Linked DNA regions of Gossypium arboreum: region 2 is linked to region 1. A link is a contact called in public Hi-C data. All regions are on one chromosome and are shown on one strand. The core of a region is the stretch at or near the end of the contact, and the rest is flanking DNA. Distances in the headings are between cores, read along the strand shown. Region 1 holds the start of LOC108450012. Region 2 holds the start of LOC108457053 (serine/threonine protein phosphatase 2A 57 kDa regulatory subunit B' theta isoform).

Region 1 (7,368 bases), core at 709-3,208:
CAGTCTCTTGCTTTTTGATCTCTCCAAACATTAAATTAAATTATATTTCATTCAAAGAAGATTCAATATCTAATTTACACTTTTTAGGATCACCAAATATCTTTTTATTCTATCTTTGCAGAGATGAACTATTGATTTTAAATTTACAAATCAAGAGAAAGATGATCCTGCAATGCTAGGTAAGCTCGTTCTTGATACTTTTGAGGTTTTAGATGAAACAATAAATTAAACTCCATTTAAAAAAAAAATTATAAAATGTAATACAATAAAAATTGAAAATTTTTTGGGACCTTAAGAAATAAAGCATTTATAATAAAAAATTGAAAGCAGTAAGTATTTAATTAATTTATTTTAATTTAAAATATTTTTTCTCACATTAAAAATTAAAAATAATTTTTTAGACTTTTTTTAATTTTGTACCCTAAGCGATTGTACTCTTAAACAACTCACGATTGGGCCTGATGCAATTGCTCCAAGCATTACTAACAATGTCATGGCACTAGAGGTGGGTAATCCACATTGCTTCGAAACAGTAAGGCCTTCGTTGAAAAGACCATTCGTTAAGAGGTTAAAGGTAAAGCATAACGAATTAGTGAAGGCTCTATTAAGCCTTTTCAATACAGCGTCTTGGCCTTGCCAGTTATCGGCCCACGTATAGTAGGAGTCTTTGATATTTATATAATCATATGTTTAATACAATATAATTTTAAGGTTTATAACAGTCATAAATGCAATTACAAAACTGCATCTGAATAATAATATTTTTAAATAATATATGTAAGTTTATATTAAATTATAATTACTTATATGTTAGCACATAAACCAGAATAAATATGTACTGAGAATTCATATAAGATTTATATAAAGTGAGATTGAAATATGAAATCTTAAAATTCTCAAGGTCTATTAATCTAATATTAATAATTTTGGGATAAATTCGTTTTTTTCTTTCTTCCTTTATTTTTTACTTTTATATTTTAATAAAAAATCCACTAAAACCTTTTAAATAACAATAACTAATTAATTTTACATAAATATAATTTAACAAACTTATCTCAAGAGTAATATATAATTGAATCAAATATAAATTTAAAATACTTAATTTTAATTTAAATTAAATATTTTTAAAAAAGAAATAAAATATATTTAATTTTATAATACTTTAATACTTAACATTTTCATTACTTTATATTTAAAATGTAAAAATAAATAAAATAAAATAATACATAAATAAATAATAGGCAAATTATACCATTAATCACTAAAATATGGATAAGTTATCGGTTTGATCATTTAACTAAAAATTTATAATTTGATCACTTAAATATTTGAAAGTTTTCATTTAAGTCATTAAACTATTCAAAAGTTTTTATGTAAGTCATTAGGTAATTAAGTTTTTATTTTTTAATTACGCTAACGAACTCTAAACAACGATTCGATAAACGAGATGGTGAATTAGTACTCATCAATAAGTATAAAAATATACCTTAGAAGAATGTATTAAAAATGATTGATTGGTTGATTGTGAACAGAGAAATGCAACGATTTTAAGAGTCCCAAGACTTAATTGAAAACTTTTAAATAGTTTTGTAATTAAATTAAAACGTTTTAATTTAAGTGATCATAATAAAAATTTACCATTAATGATATAATTGACCTAAATAATAAATATATTTTACACTGACCCTCTTTTATCCTAAAAAGTAAATTCCCTCTTGTCAAAGAAATTTCAACTAAATTTCAGCTGATTTTTTTTTTTTTTTTGTCAATAAAAATTCAGCTGGATTGTACGCTCGAAAAATCAAGCTTGTCATATATCTCTAAATAATGATTCAACTTTTTTCGCGATATTAACTATTAACAAGAGCGAAAGCCAACAAAGGTTAAAGAGGGGATATTTCCCTCCTCCTAATTTAATCTATAGGGATTAAATTGCATTTTTCGATATAACAGAGGGACTTCCGGCATACTTTAACCTTCTTCATCTCAATCTCATAAAGTCATATACTTCTTTCTATTTTCTTCATCCTTTCTTTCGGTTTGCCCTTTGAATCCCAAACTCACACTTCTCTGCAATGGGCAGCAAAAACAAGGATGTAATTCGACTAGAGCGTGAAGCCGTCATTCCCATTCTCAAGCCCAAGCTCATCATGACTTTGGCCAACCTTATTGGTATGCTTCCCATTTCTCCACTTCCTCTCTTTACTGGAGTCTTTACTGTTTTCATGTGTTGCAGAACATAGTTCTGATCGGGCTGAGTTTCTGAAGTTCTGCAAGAGAGTGGAGTACACAATACGATCTTGGTATCTTCTCCAGTTTGAAGATTTAATGGTATTGCTAACATATTCCTTCAACCATTTTTGTTCGTGTTTCTTTCCTTTTGTTCTAATTTTAGTTTCAATTCATGTTCACAGCAATTATACTCCCTCTTTGACCCTGTAAATGGGGCTCGGAAATTGCAGCAGCAAAATTTATCTTCTGAAGAAGTAGATGTACTTGAACAGAATTTCTTGACATATTTATTTCAGGTGTTCTTCTTCTCCTTCTTCTTCTTGTTGTTGTTTCTTCCAAAACCCCAAATTGGAACAGGAATTCACAATGCTGTCACTGAAATATATATTAAGTCTGTATAATAACAAGCTGATGACTTGAATTTCGTTTATGTTTAGTGTGTCTCTGATGTTTTCCCTAACATGACTAAACTTGAATACGACAACTGCTACTCTTTTTTACTACAAATTTCGCATTACATTGCAATTTGAAATTCCCTTTGGTGTCACAGGTGATGGAGAAGAGTAATTTTAAGATAGCTACTGATGAGGAGATTGATGTTGCACATGCAGGGCAATATCTTCTTAATCTTCCCATAACAGTTGATGAATCTAAGGTCATCTGCAACTTAGTGTGTTTTGTATATTATCATGGCCGTTTGTTAAGTCTTTATTTGAATATATAGTGTGTGTTTTGTTCTGTGCTATTAAGTTTCATTTTTTTTTTTTTTATATTTATCTTGACCTTTTGTTTTCACTGAATGCAGATTGACAAGACACTTTTGAAGAGATATTTTTCAGAGCACCCCCAACCAAACCTCCCAGATTTTGCTGATAAGGTTGTGGTTACAATTTAGAATGGAAGCTGCATCATTGTTTATTTTGTTTCAGATAGCCACTAGTAGGTAGAAGGTTCTCTTTTCTTGAGTTCAACATGCAACAAAATCAATAATGATGAAACCGAAAGGATTTTGATTTTGAACTTATTTCCTTTATTGTGCCTTTAGTTTGCACTAGTTTGTTTTTTCTCTTAGTATTTTTCATGTGGTGTTTGCTATGTATTTGTATGATTAGATGGACCAGAGTCCAGAGACTTGCTTTGGTTAATGGCACAATATTATGCTTGAGACCCGTGTAAGATGATTTTCACAATTATTTTGTACGTGCTATCCAATTACTATAAAGATATAATATATTCATAAAATTTATTACAAATTCAGAGCCATTTCAATACCATACCATCGAAGAAACTTAGCAGATGTTTGTTTGTACATATTTGATTCAGATGTATTAGTTGATCTCTCTCTGAAGCAAAGCATAATTCTTTTTGTCTTTAGTACATCATCTTCAGACGTGGGATAGGAATTGATCGTACAACTGATTACTTTTTCATGGAGAAGGTAGACATGATTATTGCACGTCTTTGGGCCTTTCTCTTAAGACTAACCCGGTGAGTATGTTTAGGGAAATCATTACCTTTTATGAGTTGTCATGGTATATTATTGGTTAAAGCACTTTTAGATGCAGCTGCTTAGAGGTAATTTGAAATTAAACCTACGGAATGAAATTTAACAAACTTTTTGCCAACTCGAAATATCTTGGAATTATTATGATTGGCGGTTTGAGCTAATGTTTGGCCAATCTGCAGTCTTCACTTATTAAGAGTCTTAAATAGTTAATTTACTGCGCAAAATACAGAGTTGAACATGAGATGCTTTTAGTATTCTATCTTCTCTTCCTTATAAACTTGATTTTTTGTACATTTTCTTTCTCTTCCTTTTAATGCGTTCCAGATATATGATCCTTGCAGGTTGGAAAAGCTTTTGAGCAGAAGATCAAGAGGACGAAATAAGAAAGAGCCAGCGAAGGATGATGAAATTAACCCTGAAACGGACAGTGAAGATTTGTTTGTTGAACGGATCCGTCTTGAAAATATGGACCTAAGGTTGTGAAGTACCATCTTCTTATGCTGTTATTTTGGAGGACAGTATTTATTCATGAACATATATACCATATATTGTATGGTAGCTTTCTAAGCAACTTGAAATATGCTTTCCTTGTCATCATCATTATATTTCGAATTAGTCCAGAAAATTTTCAAATTTCATGCAACTACTTCTTGATCTTTATGTTTAAGTTTTAGCACTAATATTTGTGTATTTCTTTCCTCTTGAATTTCTGGTGATGTCGTTGCTCAATAACTTGCTTATTCTGTATTAAGCAGCATCAATAACTTGGTGGGCAAGACTACAATCCAAGAGCCTACTTTTGATAGGATAATTGTTGTTTACAGGTACTGCTTGTTGCATCTTAGCATGCAAGTTTCCAGTTGAGATTAATTAGAAATTGTCAATGGTGTCTTTCTTACTTAATTGATGTGGATATATTAGACAGCCAGATTGTTGGTCTATTTTATTTCGAGGTTGAACATATTGATTGCTGGAAGAGTATTCTGAAAGTACCTTAGGTTCTTAATCTCTTGGTCTTGAGAGAATGATCTTTGTTTAGAAAGAAAAAAGAAAGGAAAAGGGCACCATGACAGAAATTTTATTTTCTTTAGGAAAAAAGGCTAAACTACCCTTTGATCTAGTGTCTTTCTAAATTAGTTTAATAAATATCGTGAAGAGCAATTCATAGAAATCTAAGAAGTGAGGTGAACTTCCAGGAAAGCAAGTGCCAAACCAAATATGGATCGAGGGATATATGTAAAACATTTCAAAAATATTCCAATGGCGGATCTGGAAATAGTCCTTGTAAGTCTCTCTTAGCTCTTTGCTTAAAGCTTTTATACAGCATGTGATCATGCGTATGATATTCTTTTTGTTTCCTTTTACCAGCCTGAAAAGAAAAGTCCTGGATTAACTCCTATGGACTGGGTCACGTTCCTTGCCTCTGCTGTTGTGGGGCTGGTCAGTTAAGCAATGATGTTTCTCTGTCACCTGTTCTTGTCTTTCCACCATTGTTTCTTCTCCGCCTGGTATTCATATTGATTGAATGCATTATTACTGTGTCTTTATGCACAGGTTACTTTGTTTAGTTCTCTTCAAATGCCTGAAGCTGATCTCTGGGTCATTTTTGCCATTTTGTCAGCTGTTATTGGTTACTGTGCCAAGATATATTTCTCGTATGTTTTCCTCCATCTTTCGTTAATACATGTAATTGGTTACTGTGTCTTTATTCATATTGATTGAATGCACTATTTCTCGTATGTTTTCCTCCATATTAATGCATGTGGAAGCCCCATTATTGTGGGACTCGATCTTGATGGATCCATTCAGAAATATAAGTCGGTAAAGGGATGTCTTCTTAATTATGTGTTGTTCCACATGCCTCTGGTTGGTTTTCTAGGCTGATATATTTAATTACTCAGTGTCTCGTTTGCTTTATGTGTTTCAATTGTTTGACCAATTAATGATGATATTATTTTCATATTGCCATTTAGGTTTCAAGCAAACATGGCTACATATCAGAATTTAATAACACAGTCCATGTATGACAAACAACTCGATAGTGGAAGGGGTACTTTACTTCACTTGTGTGATGATGTAATTCAACAGGAAGTAAGTTGCATTTTTTTTGGGTTCCTTTCTCCCTTTATCTTTCTTGTGTCAGAAATTTTAGTACATTTTCTTGCTGAAAGCAAAGAAAATATAGTATCTATTTCTCTGTTGTGTAGTTCATATAAGATATGATGTTGAACTTTGAGTCTTTCAAATGAGCTTACTTTTTGTTTATTTTCATTTTTGTTCCACTTCCTTTATTCTGAACAACACCCTTGTCCGCAGGTGAAAGAGGTAATCATCTCGTTCTTTATACTAATGGAGCAAGGTAAAGCCACCATGGAGGTACACATAATTGGTTTTTCTTCATTTCTCGTTTTATAGATATTCTTCAATTTGACAAGTTTTTTATTCAGGTCCCCTTTTTTAGTCCATAACCTTTTAATAATTCAATATAGGATTTGGATCTAAGGTGTGAGGAACTAATAAAAGAGGAGTTTGAGGAGAGCTGTAACTTTGATGTGGATGATGCAGTTGACAAGCTAGAGAAGTTGAAAATTGTTTCTCGGGTCCTTATATTCCACCTCTACAAACTTTAATTATATTCACATTTGTTAAATACATTCATTTGTTGGGTTCAAATTAATGAATAGATTTCTTGTGGGTAAATTGATGTGTGAATGTTTTTGAATTCAGGATTCTATTGGACGATATTATTGTGTTGGACTGAAACGTGCAAATGAGATTATTGGTGTAACCACTGAGGAACAAGTGTTTAAGGCAAGACAGGGTTCTAATTCAGCTTAATGCTGCTGCCTTGGTAAGTTGGGACACTTTCATCCACACACATTATTTCATGTGCTTTGATATTACGAAATTTATTTTACAATTAACAGAGGACTAATTCAAGATCAAATGAGAAATGGCATGATGAGGACGTAGTATTAAATATCTAGGAGTAGGAGGTGGAAAATGTTGAGTACAATAATAACAGTGAGTGTGAATTTAGAGTTTACCACCTGTGCTGTGCTGTTATGGTTTAAAGTTACGGATTATGATGTTTTCTTCTATACTAACATAGTAATTGAATTTGAAGTCAGGGTGGTGAGTGAAGCATATACATGTATGAATCTGAGTCAGGTGTCACGTGCCAATGAAGTTGTTGGAACCCTAAAATCCTTCATATCACATGACATGGGGAATGGGATGTGGGATGTGGGATGTGGGAAGACGTGATCTGACGAGCAGCTATGCAATTTGTACGGATTGCTGAAAAAAGTACACTCACAAACACACATTTTAATATATATCTCTCAATTTGAGGGTTTCATTTTTTTTATCAGCACTCTTATGAGCTCTATATTTTGGTGTATGTGGCATGTAGCTTTGTGAAAGTTGCTAATTTGTTATATTATGCATTGGGGGATTTTGTTTAGAAACAGGAGAAAGATTTTGTTATATCACACAACATACTCTGTTACTCCATTCCATCTTAACTCAAAATCATGAAATTTGTTGTCCTTCATTTTGCTACTTTCATCTTATGGATTGGGCACTGCCCTTTAAAAGCTGAGTTTAAATAATCTTTTTGGACATCG
Region 2 (6,683 bases), core at 381-2,880, 440 kb before region 1:
ACTAATACTATTATATAGCCTCCATGTAGGCGCTGTACTATAAGTGTGTAATAATCTAATGCCACCATGGTTCCACTTTTTTAGCGGAGTTTTGTTCGTTTTCTACCTCCTCATGAGGTCGTATTTGATTTGGAGGTTTGTTTTGTGCAGCTCCACTTTCAGAAACAGAAGCTGCTTTGATGGAGCATTGAAACCAGGGATTGGACAATTCCATTCGGATATGGTTTTGGTTTTGGGTCCTTGGTTTGGATGTCCAGCACTCACCCATTGCTTTGTTGTTCAACACGATGCTTGCATGTACTTTTGAGAGACAGATCCACGATGAAGCCTTGATTATTGCGATTATTTTGTAACCAACTGAAGTTTAAAGAAAATTTATATAATTTTTGCCCACAATGCAAGCATGTTCCTTTATCTTACTTTTAAATTAGTAAAGCTTGATTACTGTTCTTAGTTCAGCGTATTATGTTGAAGAGCCTTTTGGTACTGACAGGTACTTTGGCAAGATGGCTCGTTGAAGTTTCTCGATTTATGAAAGGTAAATCGAGATTATTTAGCTTATCCTTTAACATCATGATATGTTTTAAAAGCGAAATTCATTAGATGTTGTTGTCAATTTTTGTATGCAGAAAGTTATAGATGACGTTCATTGCTTTGCTTGCAAAGGAGTTTTGTTGACTTTGTAAGTTTTAGATTAATGTGTTGTTGTCCATTTCAGGGCCTGCAATTACTTCTTTTCAATGTACCTGTAGCGAAGGAATTAATCACTGTTATTGGCGGTGAACACCTTAATTTCTAAAAAAAAAAAACAAAGAGTACCTGCGATACATACCTTTCCAAGGGTTAAGTATACTAGATTTTCTTAAATTATAATCAAGTTTTAGTTTGGTTTTAAAATTTAAAACTTGTTTCAATTAAAATTTTGAATTAAAATAGTATTTCAACAAAGTCTTTTAGATAACTTAATCGTAACATTTAAAAAAATTATCTTTTCATACATGTTTAAAAAATCAAGTCAAAGCCAGGATTTATTTTCCTTTTATATAATATTTAGTTCCACTTATGATTTTCGAAAAACATGCTTAAAGGTATTTAAATTTATGTTTTCATAATTATGATCACAATAGTTATCAAATGAGAAAAATCTCAATTGATAACTAAACTAATAATTATACTATTGAAGGGTTTCATTGCAACTATAGTACAGGAAAAAAATGAAATTATTTGATATTTAAGACTAATTAAGTTATAATGATAAATTTAACATTTTCTTTTGTTTTTTATCTTAATTCTTTTATTATTTTAATCCTTCAACCTTTAAAATTTAATCAATTTATTTTTTGTTGGAGGGAAAATTGATGGTAACCCTTGTAATAGTCTATGTATACTTCATAAAATTCAAAAATATAACATGTAGATTGTCTACATCAATACCATTAAAAGTTTAACAATTTAACTACAATTTAAAAGTTAAAAGCCAAAGTGATTCAAAAAAGAAAAGAATCAAAATGACAAAAATATAAATTCTAGGAGCTGCATTTGTTATTATACCTTAATTTAAATAAATTATATCTTTATAAACCTTCATCTATGTGAGATGAACAGTTTGGGGTTTTTACATATAAAAGGGAAATGAAAGGTTTGAAGAAAATTTTAATGGTAATAATGTTGTAAGCTATCTAAGATTATAATTCAAGTTTGTAATGATTTTAAACAGCTCACAAAAGATAAATACAAAAAGAAAAGATACAATATAGTTTCTAAGGCACGCGCCAAAGTGCACGTGAGGTCCTTTGCCCGACCAGAACGGAAAACTGTGCTAAAGCCGGAAGAAAAGATGGAAGCTTTGGCCTTTAGATGATAACCGTGGACAACAATGGATCTGTCAAGTCTTTAAAAATTACCACTCGAGTTGAGTAGCGCGTGGGAATATTAAACTATCATTTTTATTGTATTTCTCATTTTTAACATTCTCCATCTTCATCCGGGAGAAAATCAAAAGTGAAAAAAAAGTGTGAGCTTTGAGATTGAAAATGAAATTTTGCTGAGAAGATTTAGAAAAAGATTAAATCTTTACTAAAATAAAAAAAAATAGAGATATGGGTTTAAGTTAAACAATTATTTTCCATAAAAGAAAGAAAAGAAAAAAAAGGAAAACTAAAACACCACCAACAACAGCCAAAGGTTGTTTCATGGATGATGTTTTTCTTCTTTTTCCTAAATCCCTCATTTTTTTTCTTTAAATTCTAAAATCTCTATCTCTCTGTGTGAGAAAGAAAGGAGTAGCTCAACTATCTCTTTTGTAAGTAGACAGATTTTACCCTCTTTTTTTTTTTTGTTCATATTTTTGTTTCCTCACCTTTTCTTGGTTTTGCACCAAAGCCCTTTTTCTTTCTTCATATTAGTTAGAGTTTTATTTTGGGTTATGTTCTTTTGGATAATTTTGTAGGTTGCTTTTGTTGGAAAATGCTGTTTGGGATTTTAAGATCAAACCCAGATCTTGTTACCTTTCGGTCAACCTTAATGCTTTTGTTAATCTTTGGAAGCTACGGAAAAATAGAGCCAAGGGGAACACTGGTGGAAATTCTTTGCCCCTTTTCATTCTTTAAAGTTATGTAGCCTGAAAATTAAAGCTTTTAGCTGAATTTCATGGCTTTAATGGGTGATCAAATTGGGTACTTTTGTTTATTGTTTTAGGCATACGGTTTCTTTATCTATCTATCTATCTATCTATCTATCTATCTATCTATCTATATGTTTATATCTCAAAGTGATGCATGCTTTGCCATCTATTTGCTAATTGGGGCTTTTGTTTTAGTTGATTGATGTTCTCTATCTTGGACTTGTTTTATGTGTTTTAGATTTTTTTCAACATATGAAGTTTGGTTGATGTTGTTAAGGCAAACAATGAAGCTTCTCTGTTGAGGAATTTGAGTAATAACTCATTTTATTGAGGATGGAGTCCCATATTTATGGCTGGGTTGACTCATTGTCCACTTCGAGTATGATGATACTGCATTTTCTTTGAGGGGTTTTCTTTTTCATATCGAGGTTTTAAGTTACGATGATCAAACAAATACTTAATAGGCTCCCACGGAAACCATCTAAGTCGAGTGACAATCGTGAGGGAGGAGGAACCTCTACTTCATCATCAAATGCTTCTACCAGTTCAAGAAGCAGTGATCAAGTTAGTAACCGCTATGCAAACTCTAGCAGTTCGTCCTTTTCCAGCTCTAGTTCTCCAAATTCTGGGTTGAATCAAGGTAACAAGTTTTCTCAAGTGGTGAATACGAAACTGAATGGGAATATGGTTACCACTTCTTTTGAGGCTTTACCTAGTTTTAGAGATGTACCGAATTCTGAGAAGCAGAACTTGCTTATCCGAAAACTGAACTTGTGTTGCATCGTGTTTGACTTCACTGACCCGACAAAAAACCTCAAAGAGAAGGATCTCAAGCGGCAAACCTTACTTGAGCTTGTGGATTATGTTTCATCTGCTAATGGAAAATTCTCGGAGATTGTTATGCAAGAAATCGTGAAGATGGTATCTGTAAATTTGTTTAGAGCGCTAACATCTCAGCCCCGTGAGAACAAGGTTTTAGAAGCATTTGATTTGGAAGAAGAAGAACCCTCGATGGACCCTGCGTGGCCTCATTTGCAAGTTGTTTATGAATTTCTATTGAGATTTGTGGCATCACCCGAGACAGATGCAAAATTGGCCAAGCGGTATATTGATCATTCTTTTGTTCTAAGGCTGTTAGATCTTTTCGATTCAGAGGACCCCAGAGAAAGGGAGTATCTTAAAACCGTTCTGCATCGTATCTACGGAAAATTTATGGTCCATCGTCCATTCATCAGGAAGGCAATCAATAACATCTTTTACCGCTTTATTTTCGAAACTGAAAAACATAACGGAATCGCAGAGCTTCTAGAAATACTGGGAAGTATAATCAATGGGTTTGCTTTGCCATTGAAGGAAGAACATAAGCTCTTTCTTGTCCGTGCACTGATACCGCTTCATAAACCAAAGTGTATACCCATGTACCACCAGCAGTTATCTTACTGCATTACTCAATTCGTGGAGAAGGACTGCAAGCTTGCCGATACCGTTATACAGGGGTTGCTAAAGTATTGGCCAATCACAAATAGCTCGAAAGAAGTCATGTTCTTAGGTGAACTGGAGGAAGTTTTAGAAGCCACACAACCTGCCGAGTTTCAACGCTGCATGGTACCCTTGTTCCGTCAGATAGGCCGTTGCTTGAGTAGTTCCCATTTTCAGGTAGGGATTTCCTCGTTTCTCTACTTGCAACTTTAGCTTCTTTTCCGTATGAATGTCCCTTAACAGAATATGCCTAGATAAGTGAATTGAATTTTGAAACAAGGGGAACTCATCAATATGAGTTAAAGGCTTTATTGTCTGACGATATCTGGACATTGTTGCTATGTGAAACTGTATCGAGTCGGCTATGCTAGCATGAAATATGTCCTTGTGTTTATAATTTGTTTGTAGGTGGCAGAGAGGGCTTTATTCTTATGGAACAATGATCATATCGAGAGCCTAATAAGACAGAACCGGAAAGTTATACTTCCAATTATTTTCCCATCCTTGGAGAAGAACGCAAGAAACCACTGGAACCAGGCAGTGCAGAGTTTGACTTTAAACGTCCGAAAGATTTTCTCCGCCACTGACCCTGAGCTCTTTGAGGAGTGCTTGCACAAGTTTAAGGAAGACGAAGCGCAAGAGAACGAGGTTAAATCAAAACGTGAAGCAACATGGAAACGATTAGAAGAGATTGCTGCAATGAAAGCTGCAAGTAATGAACCGGTGCTTATCTCCCCTAAAGCAACTACCCGCAAGCCATCTGGTTAGGAACAAGTTATTGCCATTTTAGTTGCAGATGTTCGATGTCAAGATTGGTATTGCAAGCCATCGGTAGGTGGACATATATGATGAAGCCGAGTTTTTCGTTGTACCAAACAGGATTTTGATGTCTCAGGGATTCATCAAAGATTTGATGCTATGTGGGGGTAATCTAAACCCCTTTTGCTCATATATACATAGCATGTGTATATAATGTATCGAGGGGCAAAAGATAAAAAGAAAGTTTGATTTGTCTTGTAAAGTTGACATCTTTTTCCATTCATAAATCTTCAAGATCTGTCTTTTTATTTTTTGTTTTGGATCAATGTTATTTGCTTATAGCTATTTCATTTGCATTAACATTTTTTTATTCTTGAAATCCGCTTTGATGGTTCCGTATAAACATTTAAAAGCACTTTGAAACAAAGCCGACTATTAAGAGGTTTAGTTAATGGTTGAGGTATAATAGATTTACCATCTAGGTATCACAAAAAACCTTCTTTGAATAATAGTTATTTATTGTAGAACAAAGTTATTTAAATATTAGATTAATTGCATCATATTTTTCAATGATCTAAACTTTGATTTTTTTTTATTTGAATATAGCAAAAAAATTTATATATTAATATAAGTTAATTCTCGTAATATGTTTTTTTTTATAGGAATCTCAACATCAATGACTGCCGAGCTATGATTTGTGCGGCCAAGTTTTTTAAGCTCTATTGCAATTAGGTCAATTATTATGAAATGATTAGTAGGACCTTGACATCCATAGGTATTGAGTTATCCATATATATATTTTTTAAATCCTAATATGTAATAGATTGTGTATCTTATAACAATTATGGATAATATTTAAAATTTATAAAAGTGTAAATTATAATATTAATGTTTTCATTCATTCATTTTTTTTTAAATGAGAGAATATCGGTAATTTAAATTGACCTTGTCACCTATGGGTGTTAAGGTCCTATTAAAAGCTCTAGTGGAACCCTAACACTAGAACCTATGAATAACTTGTAGCAGCCCAATTTCGGTGAGGTCGGAACAGTGGTTTCGAGACTACAAATCCGAGTTAATAATAAAAATAAATTTATTTTATTTTATGGTTGGCATCATGATAGGAAGGTCACATGAAACTTTTGATACGACAATTTTATCGATTGTGTGGCTAATTAGGTAAAGGACTAAATTGCATAAAATGCAAAAGTTGGATTCTAGTAGCTATAGGTATCAAATAGCTATGGAATTCAAAACTTAAGGTTCTTATATGGTAATTAGACCATTGGAGAGGAGTTAGTAGATATTTTAATGACTCATCCTTGGAAAAATTAGAAAAGGCAAGGGACTAAATTGGAAACCACTAAAATAAAACGATGGAAATTAAATAAAAAGAAATATTCATCTAATTTTATATCATCTTCCCCAAAATTTCTATGGAAATCCTAGGAGAGAGGAAGACAACTTACCAAGCTTGAAAATGTATGAAATCAAGTCCCGTTTTTAATGATTTTTATATTTTTGAAACCGAGATAGTCTAATCTCTCTATTTAGAGGATTAATTTGAAAAGTTATCAAGGTAAGAAATTTGGGTCATGGATGAATATGTTGAAAATTAGAAATTTATGGTAGAAATTGAAAAGTTATTCATAAATAAACAACTTTTACAAAGCAATTTTTGATGAAAACTTGATTTAGGGACTAAAATGAAAAATGGTAAAAACCCATGGAAAATTCTAAAATTTGTGAAAAATGTGTGCTGTAAGTGTTGTTTATAAATTTTGGCTAGGCTTGGAAAGAGGGTTAAATTTCATGAATTTCA

Evidence for each region. A called contact is a pair of places that touch in the nucleus more often than the background predicts.
Region 2: a contact with region 1 is called in a Hi-C map of leaf, with 4 times the contacts expected there. The contact joins the promoter of LOC108457053 here to the promoter of LOC108450012 in region 1. A contact is called at or near these places in 2 of 5 Hi-C or Micro-C datasets (both in leaf).

What each region holds. Positions count from the first base shown.
Region 1 is chr9:15,160,724-15,168,091 of ASM2569848v2, reverse strand. LOC108450012 reads left to right here and starts at 1,958. Exons shown (of 16, transcript XM_053019423.1): 1 at 1,958-2,172; 2 at 2,237-2,331; 3 at 2,415-2,528; 4 at 2,783-2,887; 5 at 3,038-3,109; 6 at 3,608-3,720; 7 at 4,081-4,215; 8 at 4,495-4,563; 9 at 4,936-5,023; 10 at 5,108-5,179; 11 at 5,294-5,394; 12 at 5,713-5,830; 13 at 6,056-6,115; 14 at 6,229-6,339; 2 more. The coding sequence starts at 2,076. The coding sequence ends at 6,577.
Region 2 is chr9:15,601,439-15,608,121 of ASM2569848v2, reverse strand. LOC108457053 (serine/threonine protein phosphatase 2A 57 kDa regulatory subunit B' theta isoform) reads left to right here and starts at 1,630. Exons shown (of 3, transcript XM_017755865.2): 1 at 1,630-2,302; 2 at 2,862-4,279; 3 at 4,511-5,187. The coding sequence starts at 3,065. The coding sequence ends at 4,870. LOC108454281 (AUGMIN subunit 6-like) reads left to right here. Exons shown (of 13, transcript XM_017752695.2): 13 at 151-396. The coding sequence ends at 191.